Linked DNA regions of Solanum lycopersicum: region 1 is linked to region 2. A link is a contact called in public HiChIP or PLAC-seq data. All regions are on one chromosome and are shown on one strand. The core of a region is the stretch at or near the end of the contact, and the rest is flanking DNA. Distances in the headings are between cores, read along the strand shown. Region 1 holds the start of LOC101249078 (nucleosome assembly protein 1;2). Region 2 holds the start of LOC101248391 (probable E3 ubiquitin-protein ligase XERICO).

Region 1 (2,700 bases), core at 61-2,560, 320 kb before region 2:
TTAAGAGAAGACTACAGACTTAACTTCTTAGTAATATAGTCCTGTTGTAAGAGAAGACTACAGACTTAACTTTTATCTGAACGGAGTATCAGCAAAGGTTATCCTTGGATAACCACTTCACAGTACAATGCAAAATTGTGCTTCAGTCTAAGTCAAAGAATAAAAAACAAACTTTTTTCTTTCATTTAGAGAATAAAACACAAACATTTGGTGTAACATCAGAAACAAAACTAATCAATGAAAGATAGCATAGCGATAATCTAATTAAGATATCCAAGTCCTTCCAATTAGTCAGGTGCTTTGACTTGATATAACATTTTCCATGGATGCTTGTTCAAATAAAACAAATTCTCAAGCTAATTTATCATGCACAAAGAGAATATGTGTTGTATAAAAACCGAGTGAAGAACTATTCTTTAAGTAAACTCTTCAATTACAGAGGATTTTGAACAAGGTCCACGACAAGGAGTGCGAAAGATAAAAAATTCATTATGCACAAAATAGGAAAAACAATATTTTTAAAATGGTTAAATCAAACTTCTGGTGATGTCTGATTTAAACGTTGCAGGTTCATAACATAGATGCATAAAATATCTGGCACAGAACAAATTAGCAACGAACTAATTTGCAACTATCTGGCAGTACAGAACAAATTTGAAAGTGAAATACGTAAAATAATTCCCAATAGAGTAGAGTTGTAGGTAGATAAGAAATGTACAGGATAATAAGAGTGAAGTGGCATAAAATAAAAGTTTTGAACGTGCCTGAATCTCCCTGAGAACCTCAACACGCTTCCTGACAATGGGGGACAAATTTTCAAGTACATCTGAGTGTTTCCCAGTAAGATCCTGAAGTTTACTCTTCAAATAAAACGCACCACAACGTCAGCCAAAAATTCATACATTTAAAAGACGTATTAAAAAGACTCAACTCACTTTGAGTACATTGACAAGGTCTGCTCGGTCCCCCGCATTCAAAGCTGCAGAAAAGATATTAATTAGAGATATATAACAAGAAAGAACAAATAAGTGGGGGCTGATGCCAAATATGGAAAAGAGTATATAAAGGGATAAGGGGTTTTACCAGCGCTGAGATCGGCAACACTGAAGTTGTCCTTCCCGTTGCTCATAATGAATGATGAGTGGAACTGAACCTGAAGGAGATTCAACAAGCCAACAAAGAGAGAGGGAGAAGTTACTAAGCGCCTCAATTTAAGCTCTTCTCTCCCTTGCTCGCTCTCTTTATCAGAAACAAAACCTAGCTGCTCACCTTATTTTTATATTCACTCCGGTCTATATAAGGCCCTGTTTGGTTTTTTTCATTTCCCCTGCATTTTATTTATTATTTATTATTCTCTTTTTCATTTGAAGGTTTATTATGTCAAGCCCAGCCCCAAAAAGGCAAAAAATAACTCTATTAATGTCATGAAACTATATAAATTAGAAGAGGAAGAAAGTAGGGAGAAGAGAAAAGATTTTTTATTTCTGTTGAACTATATTCACGATTTATAAATCTTTCACAAATCCTATTTACAATGAAAGAAAATCCTTTATTTATAGGAAAAACCTTACTTGGTCCCCAGGTAGGATTCCTAATTATATCCTACAAGGACTCCATATAATTAGACATTCACTATAATACAAATTGTTTATAACACTCCCCTTGAATGTCGTAGATTATGTGTCTCGTTAAAACATTACTAGATAAAACCCAGTGGGAAAAAAATCTAGTGAATGAAAAAGAGTACATATATCCAATAATACGCATTATGGATGCCTCATTAAAAACCTTACAAGGAAAACCCAGTGGGACAAAATCTTGTGAGGAAAAAATAGTATATCGCGTATTAACTTCCTTAATGACAACATCAATTCACATACTTGAATCTTCGTTTTCCAATCTTGAGCATCATCTTCTTGAAAGTTGTAGTTGGTAGAGACTTGGTAGATATATCAATTATAGTATTACTTGAACAAACATGTTGCATGTTGATATCACCTTTCTTCGGAGCTCATGAGTGTAGAAAAACCTTGACGAAATATGCTTTCTTCTATCTGTTTTTATGAAACATCCCTCAAGATTAAAGATTTCTGCAAGTTTTTTACTTTAACTTCTTTACGGAAATAATCTATTGCCTTTTGAAAACTCTTCTAGAGTTTCAATTCTAGTCATCAACTTGCATAATTATACTTGTATATGCTCTATGCATTTTAAATCTATTTAATCCTTATGAGGATGATAAACAACTTTTTCAAAACCTTGTATATGCTAGATTTCGAACCCATTGGATATTTTCATATTAGTTTTGTCAAGTGACAACATTCGATATTAGATGTATGACATCTTCTAGTGCCTAGATTGCAAGTCAAATAAGATTTACGCTTACCAAGATGCATCATTCCACTTTTCACTTGATAATTATTTCTACACAAGCATGTTTTAATAGATCTAGAATTCATATCCTCATTATCTTTTACAATATTGCGCGCAATCGTATCAAAGATGTCGTCAATGATATATCATTTCATATCGATTCACAATACGACAAAAATCATTCAGATCTCATCTCTTAATTATTTTTAGTTAGCTACCCCTTTCATGAGGTTTCATAAAGTTTTATGTCGTAGTCTCTCCAAGAGCACATTATCTTCTTATTTATGATCATTTTGATTCTTTGATCCTCCCCCTTTTTCAAGGATT
Region 2 (2,700 bases), core at 171-2,670:
TTTCGATCTGCTATTCTTTTTGTCTACTTTGCGCCGCTAGAAGCTTTTCTTGAATAGACTTCACTTTTTCCATCGAATCCCTCAAAAGGTCAGTACCCCAAGGCCTAACCTCAAATGCATCAAACCAACCAATGGGAGACCTACATCTCCTACCATACAATGCTTCGAATGGAGCCATATCAATGCTTGAGTGATAGCTATTATTGTATAAAAACTCCGCTAAGGGTAGGAAGCTATCCCAATGGCCACCAAACTCTATCACACATGCACGAAGCATATCCTCCAACACTTGAATCGTTCGCTCAGACTGACCATCGGTCTGAGGATGGAACGCAGTACTAAGGTCCAACCTAGTACCCAATTCCGCATGCAATGTTTTCCAAAACTTAGAAGTAAACTGCGTACCTCTATCTGATATGATGGATAGTGGAACCCCATGCAATCGCACCACTTCCGAGATGTAAAGTTTGGCTAACTTTTCTGCATTGTAAGTCACCTTGACCGGAATGAAATGAGCAGATTTAGTTAACCTATCAACAATCACCCAAATAGAATCAAACTTTCCCAATGTCTTGGGAAGACCAACCACGAAGTCCATTGCGATCCTCTCCCATTTCCATTCCGGAATGGGCATTCTCTGAAGTGTTCCTCCGGGCCTTTGGTGTTCATACTTTACTTGTTGACAGTTTGGACACTTGGTAATAAAGTCAACAATATCACGCTTCATTCTACTCCACCAAAAGTGTTGCTTTAGGTCACGATACATCTTGGTTGCACCCGGATGTATAGAATACCTTGAACTATGAGCTTCTGTCAGAATAGTGTTGATCAAATCATCAACACGGGGCACACATACCCTTCCCTTGATTCTCAAAACACCTTCCTCATCGATTTGTGCTTCCTTAGCCTCTCCTCGCAATACCTTATCTTGGATTCTTCTTAGTTTCTCATCATCAAACTGTTTAAAAAACTAACTAGATTGATTAAATTTTGATTTTAATCAATAACCGAATTATAAACACCTCTCCCCTAATTGTGGGAATTCAAAAATTAGACGATTAAATTTCCGCTCAAAAAATATAACACAAAAATAAGCCAAAAAATGATATATATAAAAATAGTAAATTTATGTATAGTAAATTAAGGTCTTAATTGGGTATATTTATGTGAATTTTCATTTACTACAATACAAGTTCTTAATTGTATTTTCTGAAAATTTTCCCTAATGACAAAGCTTTAACTCAGCTGAAGATAAATTGAAATCTGAAAAAAGAAACACAAAATTGAAAGGGACACAATAAAGATGGATTCTTTAATCAACTTTTATAATATAAAGAAATGTTACTGCCAATTGCAAGAGGCAAATTTATGTCACCTTTACCATGAAAAGTACAGTTCCATAATTGAAAAGATTGAACAAAACACAAACTGTAATTTTGTGGTGGGACCAAAGAGAGAGTTTGATCAATCACTACTTTGTTTTGTTGTTTTTTATAAATAGAAGAAAATAAGGGTCTTTTGGAGGTTCATAGGACATGGTCAATCTTGACATTTGTTGTCCTATGATATGAATCTTCACCTCAATCAATCATCAATAACAATCTTCAACTTGTTCAAATTCTACTTCTTTTACCCCACCTTCAAGAAAGTAAGTACCCTTTATTTCTTTATTCTTTATCTTTGCAAAAATCTTGGCCTTTTGCTTTTCTCTTTCTCTTTTTTGGTTATAGGAAACAAAAGTTCGCTTCTTTTTTATGGGATCTTGATAAAAAGTGAGTCTGATCTGTTCTTAGATCTCAATTTTTCAAGAAATATTATATTAGTATATTTTCTGCTTCTGTTCTTGATTTCTCCTTATTGCTTTGGGTACTTGAGGACTTCATCTTGAATCTGAAGGTTTTGTTTGGATGTTTTACTGCATATATAGACTGTTGTTGGTGATCTAAATTTTTTATCTTGAATCTTTATATCCATTTGTATAAAGCTTAGGGCTATAGTTAGAGTTTAGGGGTTAGGTTATACTTTACTAAATTTATATTTTGGGTTTGAAGTTGTATAATTTTGCATTGGAGATTAGGGTTTAGGATGGAAACACAAAGAAGGGCTAAAAAGGGGAAAGTGGCAGCTTAACTTAATAGCTCGATTTCTTGTTCCTGAGCTGAATGTATGCTCAGCCCCTGATACATCGCTATTTTTTAATCCTTGTGTCCAGGGATAATGAGTCGGTTGACTCTTAGAGTATAGCCTCTCTCAGGGTTGGCAATTAGAGTACACCGGCCGGTCTGGTAGCGGGCGAACTAAGGATTTCGTGCTTGCAAGGAAGTGTGCAAGTGGGTGAATGTATCACCAATTATTTTGTCAAGGTTTATAGCATTTCTAGATATAAAAAAGAGGTTGCTTGGATGGTAACTATTTTTCACCTCCAATCCTGAGATTGTGAGCTCAAGTTATTGAGAGAGCAAAATAGTGGGAGCTCCTATGGAGGAGTAAAAAAAGAGCATTTATCTTCACATGTTTTTCTGGAACAGCAAAGTAATGAGAGGATGAGTTTAACAATTTTTGCTTTATTTTTTTGGTAACCTCTTCTTTTTTGGTTGCAAGAAAGCAAAATTGCCTACTTTCTTAGAAAAAGGTTAGTAGTATAGGCTGCTTCAGTTCTTGGATACTTAAATCTTGATTGTTAAATGGCGGAAAGTTGAG

Evidence for each region. HiChIP or PLAC-seq counts read pairs in DNA pulled down with a chosen protein or histone mark.
Region 1: an RNA polymerase II HiChIP or PLAC-seq map of leaf shows a contact between it and region 2, with 6 times the contacts expected there. The contact joins the promoter of LOC101249078 here to the promoter of LOC101248391 in region 2. A contact is called at or near these places in 1 of 8 Hi-C or Micro-C datasets (leaf) and 1 of 1 datasets of contacts at active chromatin or transcription factors (leaf).

Annotation. Positions count from the first base shown.
Region 1 is chr5:26,015,141-26,017,840 of SLM_r2.1, reverse strand. It overlaps LOC101249078 (nucleosome assembly protein 1;2), which reads right to left and starts at 1,310. Exons shown (of 13, transcript XM_026031162.2): 1 at 1,084-1,310; 2 at 936-979; 3 at 765-860. The coding sequence starts at 1,129.
Region 2 is chr5:25,694,101-25,696,800 of SLM_r2.1, reverse strand. LOC101248391 (probable E3 ubiquitin-protein ligase XERICO) reads left to right here and starts at 1,420. Exons shown (of 3, transcript XM_069297987.1): 1 at 1,420-1,648.